2 separate regions of the Anas platyrhynchos genome follow, and region 2 is linked to region 1. A link is a contact called in public Hi-C data. All regions are on one chromosome and are shown on one strand. Each heading gives the region's core, a stretch centred on a gene start, on an enhancer-like site or on the middle of the called end of the contact. The rest is flanking DNA. Distances are from core to core; before and after follow the strand shown. Region 1 holds the start of DIPK2A (divergent protein kinase domain 2A). Region 2 has its middle 120 kb from the start of DIPK2A.

Region 1 (7,030 bases), core at 3,067-5,566:
TCATTTCTTACTGAGTTATGTATGGCTTGAGGAAATAACTCATACTGAGTTAGGTACAGATCAGAAAAGTAATTCTCTAAAACAGTACTAATTAATTAAACTAATTAGTTAAACTAATACTTCACACAGTCCATCTTTTACTGTTTGTCAGATGCCAATTATTGATCTTACTGGAACAAAAAGTAGTAAAAAAAAAAAATAAAATAATGATGACAGAGAAATTGGAAGAATGTTATGTGGCAACAGACTATTCATGGAGAGCTACAATACCCGGAAAAGAGATACAGCTGGTCTGTACACAAGGAGTAAGTGATGATCAGAAGCTGAAAGAATTAAGCTATTAAGCTTAGGTATTTAGAAACCTTAATGTACATCTGAGAGCAGAGCAATGAATTACACAATGTATGCAATGCAGAAATACAGTTATATTTCATATAGGTCTTGGAATTGTTATTAGAGCTGGAAAAATAATTGTCTTTGAGACTTGTAGATTATATATGCAATAAATACATTCACTATTATTCCTTTACAGAATCTCATAATAGAGATTCTGCAGAGAAAACACAACCTTGATAAAAGCTACAGTTGGAGAAAAGGCTGCATTAATGCACTCTGGCTATAATTCACAACCACCTTCTATAGCTGGAAACAAAGACAACAATATTACTTATAAGTACTTTGTTTACTTTTAACAGCAAAGTTTGTGTAGACTTTTCTTTGAAAGCAACACAAATATACTAAGAAGCAGTTGCCTTTACTGTATGAGAGGATTATTTGAAACAGGAAGGAAAACCCCAAACTTGTCAGAAGTTAAATCTTAAGCACCTACATGTTGAGCTTAAAATACAGATAGATAGATAAAGAATAAAACCCTCGCGTGTAGGTTGTTTGATTCCAAAGTGAATTCAGATTAAAAATGTGGAAGGACGTAAGTACTAACTAGTTTGGTGAGATTTTACAAAGTAAAAATGATGCTTTAACACACAGAAAAGATATAAACTGTACCAAATAAAAATGCAGCTGTCCTTCCATTTACTTCATGAAGTAAAATGCCAAAATAGGTTGAATTCTTCACTGCGTACACTTATGGAACTGTTTAACAAGTGTGGATAACGAATGTTAACAGGAAAGCTATTAAAATACAAGTACTGAATTAGGATTGCAGTAATTTATACCAAACTGTTTTTTGATTTGCCTTCTTTTTTTTGTAACTACTGTCCATAGCCTTGTAACAGAAAAATACCATGCTATCATACCAGGTGAGGTTAAAGCCCCACCTGAAAAACTTACTAGCGGAAAAGCTTTTGTGACCATATGAAATTTGTAAGCACCACCACTTTAGGACTATCCATATTCCAAACAGGCTTCAAGGTAAAATCCTAATCTTCAATAAAAATCCATATATTACTAGCTCTAGTAGATGATTAAAGTGACTTTTTCAGCCAAATACCAGGCTTTAAATTCACTGTCTACTTATATTTGGTTGCGCCTATGCATTGATTGACACAGAACTTGAATGCACTGAGCACCAAGAGTTTAGAAGTTATGTCCACGTCTAAATCAAAACTTCCATTCACGACTGTTTAAAAGTCACAGCAGTGCTTCACGAAAAGCTCACAGCAAAAAAGGCAGTATTTTTCCTTGTACTTACTGGTACCAAAGAGAAGTACCAATTAAATACACCAATTTTATTTTTTTTTTCCTTGTAATTAAAGTCTGATTCTTCATGTGACATCATGCAGGCTTCCATTCTTAGAAACAGATAATTTTTAGAAGAAGCCTCCAGGTCTCATTTGCACAACAATGTATTTCCTGCAGTATGGCGAGGGCACATACCTTAAGATGCTTCACGTATCTTGTGTACAAGCACAAGCAAGCATCAGTATCCAGTTATCACTTCTGAACAGTAACTTCTCCTCTCAGACAGTATCTTGCATCTTATAAAGCTGCATAACAGAGAATTATCCATCCCTTACATATCCGTCTGGTAGAGGCTGAGAAAGGAGTGCTGTGTTACATAAATGTGGAAAATTAATTCAGGTTCACATAGGTCAGGTATTTCATTCCCAATCAAGGGAAGACATTCAAGCCTTCGTTACCCATTAGTGAAGTTTCCAAACACTCTTCTGGAGAACACATTAACTTTACAAGTTCTGCAATGCACAAAGCTGGTCTGCACTTCCCTCAAAATGCTTTCCAAGCTATGTTTATTCATCCCAATTTCCAATACTCTGCAAAACACTTTTGATTTGATTAGAGGTGCCAGAATTTGACTACACTGCAGATCAGTAAAAGCTGCCTTCCTTCCCACCAATCTGACCTGCTCTGATGGGCAAAGCCCTTGTTAAGTTCTGCATCCAAAGACTTTCATCACTTAAACAAATTTGCCTGAAAGCCTCAGGGCTCGTCCACACCTTATCAAGGAGATGACAGGAATCAGCCAGTGCTGCCTGCTGCCTTTCAGGCGCCCCGCAACAATAAGCAATGTCACTCTGCCACAAGCTTTGTCCCTAAAGGCTGCAATATCCCAACAAATTTGGAAGAAACATACAGAGCAATTTTGAAGCCACCCAGATATACACTCAGTATTCTGGAACACGTGTTCAAAACCTAAACCGTAAGCTGTATGAACCACAGCCAAAACAAACCGATTCTCAAGAAGTTTCCAAATATACTCAGCAAAGCAAAGAAATTCTAGTATTCTCATTTATGTGGAGTTTCCTTATTCACAGTGCTCTGGAGCAACATTAGAGCAGAACAGAAGCGACACACTGTACCTCCAGCTCTGCTGAGAAGTCAGCTGGGAACTTTGCAAACAAACCCCAAGAGCAGTGTGTAGAAGGCTGAAGGCACACTAGCCAAAAATGTTTTTAAATTAGTATAGTTCATAAACACACTGTCTAGAAATAAATCTATAGGTGAATCTGCTGGAGGTCAAAGCCCACAGCAGTAGAAATTTGGGCACTGGAAATTTCTTGGCCTTCTCCCTAGAGAAGCAGCAGATGTTCATGACTGCAATCATGCAGTGATGCTCTCACATGTATTTGCAAATACTCTTTTGAACAAAAGAATTGGATAGAAGCAAGGACGGCTCCGTAGCTAGACAGAACAATGCTGAACCCAAACTTACACTCAGCACGCTTGTAGTTACCCCAGCAGCATTGGGCACTGAGATGTACAGCCTGGCGAAGCACTGCCCAGTGTGAAGAGATGTGTGAGGGGAGCAGCAAGCGGTGCCACAGAAGACAGCGGTCTAGTGTAAGCTTTTAGATTAAAAACCTGAATAAACCCCGAAATTTAGAACGTACTGTAAATCTGCCTACCAATTTGCCATCAGCCCCCTTAAAGGATATAAAACGTGTCACTGCAGACAAGGCACGCTGATCTGGGGCTCCTTTTAGGCACCAACCTTTTAGGCTGCGACCCCCCCCCCCCCTTCCCCGGCCGGGGGAAGGCCCCGGGGTCGCAGAGGCACGGGGGGCACGGCCGCGGGGGGCGCCCCGAGGGGACCCACCTGCAGCACCAGCGGCTCGGGGTTGAAGGCGAGCGTGATGAGCAGCTGCATGCGCTCCGAGTCCTTCAGGTTGCGCAGCAGGAAGCTGCCCGAGTCCTTGGTCTCGGCGTAGCGGCGCACCAGGCGGTCGAGCAGGCGCTGCGAGGGGCAGTGCACCAGGTCGGACCAGCCCTCCACGGCGTCGGGGGTGAGCAGCCGCACGTCGCCGTTGAGGCTGGCGAACTCGGTGGCGTGCAGGGCCTGCGGGAGGTCGCAGCGGCCCCTGCCGGTGGCGCGGCGGCAGATCTTGGCGTCGATGTCGGCGAGCTCCTGCGCCGAGCCCAGGCGCTTGAGCACGACGCGGCGGCTGCCCTCGCGGGGCTCCCCGTAGCGGGCGAAGTACACGTTCTTGACGTTGAAGAAGTCGAGGAGCCGCAGGCGGCCCCAGCTCTCCAGCCGCAGCTGCCCGTTGAGGAACTTGCGGCACCAGCTGGTGCCCCAGCAGGCCGGGCACTTATTGAGCTGCAGGAAGCGCCGCTCCGCCAGCTCGTTGCGCTGCAGCGAGGCCAGCAGCGAGTGCGTGTTCAGTACCAGCGCCGCCGCCAGGCTGCCCAGCACCGCCAGCTTCACGTAGCGGTACAGCCGCCCCAACTTCAGCGACACCAGCCGCAGCATCGTCCCGGCCCGAGCCGAGCCGAGCCGAGCCGAGCCGAGCCGGGCCGGGCCGGACCGCGGCCCTCCCGCCCACCCCCCCCGCCTTCCCTCAGCCCCGCCGCACCCGCGCGGGCCGCCTCAGCGCCCGCCCGCCCGACGAGCGGCGGCCAAGTTACTGAGGGGACGGCGGGCGGGGGAGGGCAGCGGGGGGAAGGCGCGGGGGGCGGCGCCAGCAGCCCGCCGCCACGGCAGGGCACGCCCACGGGGAGGGGCCGCGGCGCCGCCGTCGCTGAGGGCCCCCCTCCCGCCGCCGCCGCCACCGCCTCTGCCGCCGCCTCGCCCCGCCCACCCGCGGAGGGGGCGGGGCCTCGGAGGGAGAGCGGCGGCCGCGGCAGTTGGCTGCACGTGACGCGTGCCCGGTGTACGCGCTCCTGCCCGGGGGCGGGGCTCGGGGGGGCGGGGCGGTACCCGCCTCCCGTCAGGAGATGGGGGCGGAGGGGCGGGCGGGGTAGCCGCCATGTCGTTGGCTGCCGCCGTCCACCTGGTCTCCGGGTCATGGTGAGGGGAGGTCAGAGATCGTCAGCCGCCCTTAACGCGACCCCCCCTCAGCTCCCGCAATCGCGGTTTCCATCGCTGCCTGTCACGACACCGTCCCGCCTGTCACGACGCTGTCCCCAGCCCGTCACGGCGGCACCACGGCTCGGCGCTGCCCCTCAGCGGCGGCTCGGCCACGGCTCTCCCTGAAGGGACGGCGGCGCGGGGTGGTGCCCGCCGTTGCCCCTCGCCACTTTTCCTCACAGAACGACGCGGGGCCCCGAAACTCCTCACGGCAGTCCGGGACTGGCCGGGTCCTCCAATCTGTGGCTGAAAAGGGGGCGACAGCCCGTCTTCTGCGCTCCCCAGTCACTACTATACGTACATACATACATACAGTGTACCCTAACTCAGGTCTTTACCATGGACACACTGATCCTGAAAGCTGAGCTGATTTTTTTCTGGATATAAACTCCAATCTCAGTAGACAAACATGGTCAGCCTTCTTTACACGCTGGTAGTGGTTTTTTTCATCTACCAATACTTACTGGAACTTGTCTATTAAATCACTAAGAAATCCAGATATAAACAAATATATTGAATTAACATTTAGTTATACATTGCTTACTAGATTCTTATTTCTCAAGCTTTCTTAATTGGATATAGGGAAACAGCTTGATTCTTCTGAATGTTAACAGAACAGTTTAGTCTTTTCTAGATGAAAACACCATTTTACATACAAAGAAGCTATTAAATACTTTAACTAATACTTTTTTTCCAGAAACAATGTAGTGCTCTTAAGGCCTTTTGCATTGTAAATCCATAAATAAATATGCTGCTTAAAAAAAAAAAAACTGCTCTGAGCTATATAAAAGTTGCTAATATTTCTGGTTTTGTTGGTATTTGTAGGAGACTTTGGGGATACTTGGGATACTTTCTGAGGGATTAAGGAAGGTAGAGGCTGCCTTTTTATACAGTGTGGCTGTAATTCAGACTTACATATTTTGCTTAAGGCTGAAAGGTAAAAAAGTAGAGGCAGAGTTACTAAGGAAAAGCAAAGGAGGAAGAGCACTTGATAACAAAAATAATTTTTTGGGAATGATATATGGAGCTTGTAATTTAAAAAGCATGATTTGTGAATGAGCCATTTCAAGAGGGGAGGGGAATCCATTTCAAGGTGCAGGGGAATGCAAAACAAACTAGATCATGCACTATAATACATGCACTTCAAATTCTGTTTTTCTAGAGTTGCTTTCTTCTGACTAAGTTCAAAAACTACAGTGTTTTTCCTGTGAAGACTTCATTATATATGACAATGTAATTCATCAAATATTCCAGTGACTAGAATGAAAATGCAGACCATCAGTGCAGAGCAAGTGCATGAAGATCTCTGATGCACAGCAGGTTAGTTTAGTCACACAGGTCTTTGCAGTAGATCAGCAGTGAGGTCTCGTTTTGCTGTGTGTTGTGAAGCATCATTCTAACAGTTTCCTGTTATTGCTAGTTCCATATATGGGTTTTTTTTTTATGCCTTCCATCACAATCTCATGTTGGAGTTATGCATAGACCTTGAATGTAAGTGGACTTTTTTTTTTTTTTTAAACTAGACTCATTCCCACATTCAGTCACATAATCATTTTGCCACTTTCTAAATAGGGATAGCTGCAGCTTTAACCAGGCAAGTCTGAAAGACGTGCTCAAAAGAACAACTAGTGCAAGTTCTGCACATTTATAATCAGAGTTCACTTATTTCCATGCTGTGCATCAGACTGACCACATATACAGAGTTCAGAAGCATATGTCGCAGGAATGGTTGCAATGGGCACGCCTCAAATTTCTGAGTATTTTGCAGTATTACATTGGATGATATCTACAGAATCTACATTCAATATCTTCAGACATCTTTCAGATTTGGTCTCTAGGGAGAAAAGAGAACATAACATACTTACAGAAATCTGGATATACAGTTAAGCTGTGTAATCTGTTTGTGCATCCAACCACCTATCTCAGTTCTCTCAGCAACCAAGAGGGTTGTTCACAGCTGTCTGAGGATACGTAGCATAACCTGTGTTCTGTGTTCTACCTTCAGTGGATTCAAAAACTCTTTTACTATGTTGTATCATTTACTGTACAACGAAATGAAATTAGTATGTAGTTCTGGAAAAAATATCACGTAAAAGGTGTTGTAGATTAATCTGTTACATGAGAAGTGGGAGGTAGTATCCTTCATTTACTGGTAAACAATTCCGGTAAAACAGTGTTTTAATTGTCTATATACAATATTAACTCCTGCTTAGAGTACGAGCAAACATGATAAATAAGTGATAACGTTACTTTTTTCTATAAATA
Region 2 (7,030 bases), core at 3,354-5,853, 120 kb before region 1:
TCTAAAATCAATGATTTACACTTTCTGTGTGTTATTCCTAGATTGCCTCTCTCTTGCTTTCCCATATTGCACAGAACAGAAAATAAACACATTTCAAGTTCTTCAGGATTCCAGTTTCACTGGCAGTAAAATCGATGTGATTTTATAAAGACAAATTTGACAGTTTTCCACCATTCCCAGCTTTAAGGATCTGGGATAAATATGTTGGAAGGGAGTTATCACTAATGGCACAGTCTCACTTACAACCTCACAGCACTGCTGGGATGTCTAATCTGCTAAAGGCACAAATTGAAACACTCTATAAAAATCCAATGAGAACAGAATTATTTGTCAATAAAATGAGTAATACAACACGTGCTCCTTGGAAAACACATCAATGTCACTGTACTCATTTATACCTTAGAAGACAAAAGGAAAACCTAAAGATAATTTTACATGGTTAAACATTAATACCTTCGCTAATCCCAACGACACTGGTGATTTACAGTTTAAAAACTCCAGGTCATAAATATTCTTATCTAACACAGGCTGATAACTTTCAGTGTGTACAAATGACTATATCAGCCCCTTCCAGATGAGAAGGAAAGTTTTGCCACTAGTAGTCTTCCAATTATTTTTACCACAAATGAAGAAATGCCTTTTTTTTTTTTTTCCTGTTTTGTAACATGCATACACTTCTCAGTGTTCAGGTGGGCCTTTGTATTTAGGTCTTTGCAACTGGGAGACAAATTCTAAAACTGAACTTTTGAACAGGCTCAAATGCTCCTTAAGTATAAGAGAGAAAAGAAAATTTCATGCATATATTATTACCTATATGAAAAAAAAAAAAAAACAAAACAAAACAAAAACAAAAAACACTGCAACCAAAGTGCAGAATAAGTAACTCATTTGGGCCTTAAAACTATCAAAGACTAGGTAAACATATGTCAAAATACCAAGAACTACATCCTCTGTTCCAGAAACTGAATTAATCTCTATGGGAAGTCACAAAATGGAGAAAGAAAATTTGGAAGAAAACTCTGTAATTGGCTTGCTGAAGAACCTTACCCCTCTAATCTTCAAAACTGCAAAGCTTTAGTACTACATTCCAAATTATTTTGCTTCTTCACAAAAGTATTTTTCTTATTAGCTTTTGTTCATGACATGAGAGGATCACGTGCTAAGAAAAAGAAATGACAGAATATGCTAATTTATAAGAGCTAACACTTAGAGTTCAGCAACTCAACATGTTTTGCTTGTGTACAACAGTGGATTTATTCTAGAATATGAAGTCCCTGTTATATGCATTCTACATAGTTTTACAGAACCATGTTTCCACAAGAATGTTTTATTGTAACCATAAAGAATTATTTTTAGAATACCAGAGATAAATGATGTTGGCTGTAACTCGTTTAATAACAGCTACCTTCAATGTTCTAAATAATATATATTTATGGACACACAGGAACTTTATAATACACAGTATACACAGCAGCACAGACATCAAAAACTGATTAAACAAATGATGTTTCATTTGCATGTAAACATAATAAACATCCTCGAATTACTAAATTTGTATGCACCTTACGTCCCTCTCTAGCTCCTCAGCAGTACTTAAATTTCTGCATTCATAGGAGAATTCTAGCATTTCCTGACTCTTCAGCACTTTGCCTATCCTCATGATTTTTCTTCTCCCATACGTGCCCCATCTTATTTACTAGTATTCCTGTGCCTATTCTCACTACTGTCTCTTTGGTATAACACAATCTGTTACCAGCCTTTAAGTTTGTCTAAAACCCTAGCTACAACACATATTAACTTTCTTTATCTTAGGATTAGTGAAGACAGCAGTTTGCTTTCCATCAAAAATAGGTTCACTCACAGATTACAAATAGTTAATTAAGTTGAGATAAGGATTAAATACTTTTACAGGTGTCAGTGCAACACCGTCATTAGCAAAGGTCTTCAAATATAGGTGTACAAAGTACTGTACACAAGCACCTTACTAGGTCCAAATATTAACAGCTAATTTCTGAGTTAAAATGTAATAGTTAAGATGTTTAGCTAATGAACAGGCTCCCCAGGGAAGTGGTCACTGCACCGAGCCTGTCTGAATTTAAGAAGAGATTGGACTGTGCACTTAGTCACATGGTCTGAACTTTTGGGTAGACCTGTGCGGTGTCAAGAGTTGGACTTGATGATCCTTAAGGGTCCCTTCCAACTCAGGATATTCTATGATTCTATGATTCTATGTATGTGGTTACAACTTTATAAGCTATATTTAAATACAATTCTTGTCCTATGAAATATGAATTTACTTTCAATATTTGCTAGTCATGGATATTTAAGTCAGAACTACATCTCTGAGATTCAACAATCTGAAAATAAAATATCTCTACTCATTCCATGTGACTTGTACTTCATACAGGATCTCTGCACTGAAGCCACACAACCTTATTCATATTTTCATGTCTGACTCTTACACTCACTAAAACCCATTCAGCTATCAGTCAATGATCTTACTGCTATGCTGAAAAGCAACTCTGCTTGGGGAAGATTTCACTTTTTCTCTACACCTAGATATCACATTTTCTTCTCCACATACACCTTCTTAATTTACCCCATTTACAACTCTTATAGTTATTATACTTCATACTTTTATAGCTCTCTGTTCAGGAAATTCTAGTTAATTCACGAAGCTAACCTGGAGCTAAAGCCAGAGCTAAAGAACAGCTGATAGAGTTCTGACTACAAATAATCTTATAAGCTTTCAATAGAGTATCAAAGAACTTCATGTACCTTGCAAAAAAGTAATGCTACTCATTTGTAGGTGATGTTCTAAGGTCATGTTTGCACAGGGAAGTTAAATGACTTTGAAGAATGGTGTAAATGTGAAGGCAGATTGCTATCCTGAACAGACTCCTTATGCAAACATTCATTCTGAAAAGAAAATGTTTCATACTGAGATGAGCAAAGAGATATTAATCAAAAGCAGATATTGCGGAATTGCTTCCCTCATATTCAAGTTCAAGTGAGCATCCCCAGAAGCCAGTCTTAGGTTTCTTGGTAAGTTCCTCATATTTTCTGGCTGGCTTATTTTTATTCAGAATCCTCTAGCTGCAATAAATGCCAGCACTTTGGATCATCAGGCTACATTAAACATCGCTGCAGCAGCTAATGCCACGCACTGACAGTATGCAGCTTCCCATCACCTTTTCTCCAGCTACACTGCCAGCATGAGGGGTGTTGTGCCAGAGGTGCTGTGTCTCCCCCTCTACCTGCTTGCTCTTTCAGCACCCACTCAACAATGTCAGTGGGGCTGTTCCTAGAACTACTGAAATCTGGATCAGAAGATTTCTCTTAGTAAAAAGAGGCCTACAAAAGGGAGAGCAGGAACAAGTAAGCATAGACAGCAGAGGGCAGAAACCTCTTGTGAAGCAGCAGCCAGAAAGCAGTGTTCTACCAAGGATCTGACATCTCTGTGCCTCTCTTATGTCCTCTCCAAATCTCACTGAAACCAGTTAATTTCTTGCCATCCTTAAGAGCACAACTATCTTTATTTTGCTTTATACACACAGAGTTCACATTTAGCTATAAAAATGTCTTTTATGAGGTTCTTTCATCCAGAGTCACAGAGCAATGAAGCCTTTAAAGAGAATACCAGTGTCCACTTAAATGTCAGCCAGTGCTCTAGCACTACAGGAGGTGTCCTTTCCCAAATTAGAGGTTGAGGGAGAACAACTTAAAGAAGCAAGGGTGCAAGATTGCTGAGCCACTGGCAAGCAGGCACCACAGCCCAAGCAGTGCCTGCCAGCCCCAGCCAGTAAACTCATGCACACGTGGCCCTGGAGGCATGTTCCCTTCCAGCAGTGTGCTCAAAGCTGGCTTTTGCAGATGTATTGAGGGTGAAAAATTGTGCATAGAAAAAAGAAATGTGTCTTGGACCTTGACTTTTGACTACTAGTTAGTTATGTTTCAAAACTAGAATGATTTTTCAATCCTTCTTAGATTTTTTTGCATTATTTGCTTTTCAGAAACCCATTCATCTAAGTTGCTCAAGTGAGCAACTTTCTTTTTTTTTTTTTTTGTTTTTTGAATGCATCTTGCTACTGTCATGTTCTCTGATCTCTGGTTATTTCAAAGGCTTAAGTAATTACATTTTTTTCTTCTAAGTTTCCTAATATTTCCTCTTTCCCTTCCATCTGCTCTTTATCTGCACCCATCTACTCTGTTCAATATGAAGGTGACTAACAGGCTGAGGCATGAATTTGATGCATGTTGCCTAGATACAATTAAACTAACAGTCTCTGTGAAATTACATCAAACAACATAGGGCCTAGGGGTTTACCATTAAAAAAAATGCTACAAATTCTCCATATTTGTATGTGTGTTTTCCTATTATTTCCAAACAGATGTCTATTTATGGTGTGTAATCTGGAATCTGTGTTACCAATAGAAGGCCAGAGATCAAAAAGATATAATATTCTGCGAGAAACCATCAGGGTCAAAATTATGCCTGAGAATGATCCAAGGAGAACTAGCTAGCTCTTTGGATAAACAGACTTACTAACCAAAGAGGGATGACTCATTCTCATTGTTTCCATCTCTTAAATCCCACTGAAAAAAGCTAACACAGCACTGAGGCTTTTCCCAAGACTGCAACCCTTCAAAAGCACTGTGACGCACTGCTGAGAGCTGCAACTGGGACAAGGAAAGGAAACCGACTCCAGATGCAGTGTGATAAATACATGCTTTATAAACATGCATATACAACAAACATATAAGCTGGACAGATTTTCAGATTCACTTTGTGCACAAATGCCAAACTGACATCAGGCAAAAGCAAAACTGTGTTTACCAATGTAATCAGGAGACCAAATAGCAATATCCTCATAAAATACACACCAAGCAAAGAATTGCTTCTTTCACGGAGGAAAAAAAAAACAAAACTCAAGATTTCTAAACAGCAGTAAGCAAACATTTTATCTCCAGATTTTGGCATAAAGTTCTAAGGCGACACTGAGAAAAAACACACACTCCTCTGTCGATAAGCCTTGGAGACAGCTCTGGTTTGGAAAAACCACCACACCAGAATTGTTTCCCATTCTTGGAATCACACCATGGTAATTAAATTATTCAAAAGAAAGTAATATTGCCTTAAACCTTACATCAACTTTAAAGCTTGTCAGTTCACATCAATTTGTGGCAATTCTGAGTGAAGTTTACAATATAAATTGTAGATTTGATTGGATCCACAAATGACTTGTCTCTTCTTATCCATCCAAGGAAAAGCAGAGTCCAAAAAATTGTACTTCATTAGTGGTACTAGATTGACTCTGATAGGAACAGCATTTAATTTTTTTCACATTAATCTCTGCATAGAATAAAATTCTGGCCAATAAAATGCCATGTAACCTATTCAAGAAAGAAATAAGGAGAGCCTTTTCTTCTGAAAAACAAAGCTTAGGTGAACTACCCTACAGTCTCAGAGAAAACAAAGGTTAGGTAAAGAAAATATCGTGTGATCTCAGAGCAAAGCAATTTGACAAACAAGTTCCCAGGAATCTCACCCCTTATTTCAGTCCACATACTGGAAACATGCTTCAAGTATTTTTTCAGTATCAGCTGAACTAATCTTTTGCACAACAGCAAGTGAATATTTTCTACACAGAAATAGGAAAAGCATCCTATCTCTGTGTACAAGCTCCTCCCTGAACCTAGCAAAGGCAAGAGGCACTGACACAAAGGCTTGTTTGGTCTGCTTGCCTGTTTGCAGTTGGCAGTGGAAACTTATCTACAGTTTTCAAGAGCCCTCGCACACCATGTTAGAGAGGTCACAAGCCCTTGGCGGGCCCACCAGGACCATGTTATGGAGCTGGGCTGCATGAGGAACAAAGCTGCTCTGCCCCCTCGTGCTGCCCTTCAGGACTTGGCAAGAAGAGGCTACTCCATCAAAGCTAATGGCTGTAAACCCCTTCACGTCACGCTCATCTGCAAATGATGAATGAGGGGAAAGGCTACAGCATGCCCCTTACTCAGAACCTGCTCCCTTTGTATTTTTTAACAGCTCTTAGCTAAAACTGTCAACAAATCTTTCCAAGCCTCTCCTGATCTTATTTTCAGGTACATGAGGGAAATCCCCTCACAGTGACAGCCTTCTCTTTTCACACATTTACTCTGGGGACCTAAGAGCAGCCCACATTTTCCATCACTGGCCTGGGGGCAGGGGGAAGATGTTTTAAAAAAGCACTAGCTCTACATTTCACTGTTTGGAGACCCAGAGAGAGCCTGACACAAACACAGGCAGCCAAAGTATCTTAGAAATCAAATCCAGAACTCAGGACATAAAGAGAAACAGTTACATCTCTTCATGAGGATATGGTGGATTATCCCTGCCTCCTGTTAAGCAGATGTAAATTGTCAATATTTTGGGGATTTTTCAGAATACAAAAAAATCACAACTTTTAAGGAAAAAAAAGATACTCTTAAGGTTTTTAAAAGAATTTATAAAATCCCAATCTCCACCTATTATCTCACAATGACACAAAAGCATCATTCCTGAAAAGCAGATGTTTGTTTTGAGGGCTGACAGAAAGAGTGACAGCAAATAAGCAAACAGAAAGATCAACACAATGAATTTAAGTGCTAATAAGCAATTAACAATAATTTGGAAAAGATAAATTTTATATTCAAAACTGTAAAACCTTAACAAGAAATCCATATGCTCTTAAACTGTAAATATTTATGAACTTTTGCTAAAACATGCTAAAGACTACAAAATGTTTCTTCTTAAAAGGATTTTTGAGGAACAGGGAGCACTATATGAGGAGCACAATCCCAATGAGTGTTTCAGTCATAAAGAAAAGCTAAATAATTTCATATGGAAGATTTTACAATTGAAATTTACTCCCTTCTTTGAAATAGAGGTGTTGACTTTTCAATTTTGTATAACATTTTCTTTAAAATATACTGTTTTTTCTATTTTAAAGTCCTATCACTTTACCTTGCAGATTTTATAATTATTTTTAATATTTATTATTTTGTAATTCCA

The links. A called contact is a pair of places that touch in the nucleus more often than the background predicts.
Region 2: a contact with region 1 is called in a Hi-C map of skeletal muscle, with 2.8 times the contacts expected there. The contact joins the enhancer-like site here to the promoter of DIPK2A in region 1. A contact is called at or near these places in 2 of 8 Hi-C or Micro-C datasets (skeletal muscle and subcutaneous adipose tissue).

What each region holds. Positions count from the first base shown.
Region 1 is chr9:24,615,989-24,623,018 of IASCAAS_PekinDuck_T2T, reverse strand. It overlaps DIPK2A (divergent protein kinase domain 2A), which reads right to left and starts at 4,316. Exons shown (of 3, transcript XM_013109177.5): 1 at 3,515-4,316. The coding sequence starts at 4,168.
Region 2 is chr9:24,733,069-24,740,098 of IASCAAS_PekinDuck_T2T, reverse strand. No RefSeq gene overlaps it. Among named protein-coding and RNA genes, the nearest start is that of DIPK2A, 120 kb to the right of the region's middle. Within about 2 kb of position 4,603, at least 2 of the 8 cell types and tissues checked have an H3K27ac peak or open chromatin away from gene starts, as enhancers often do.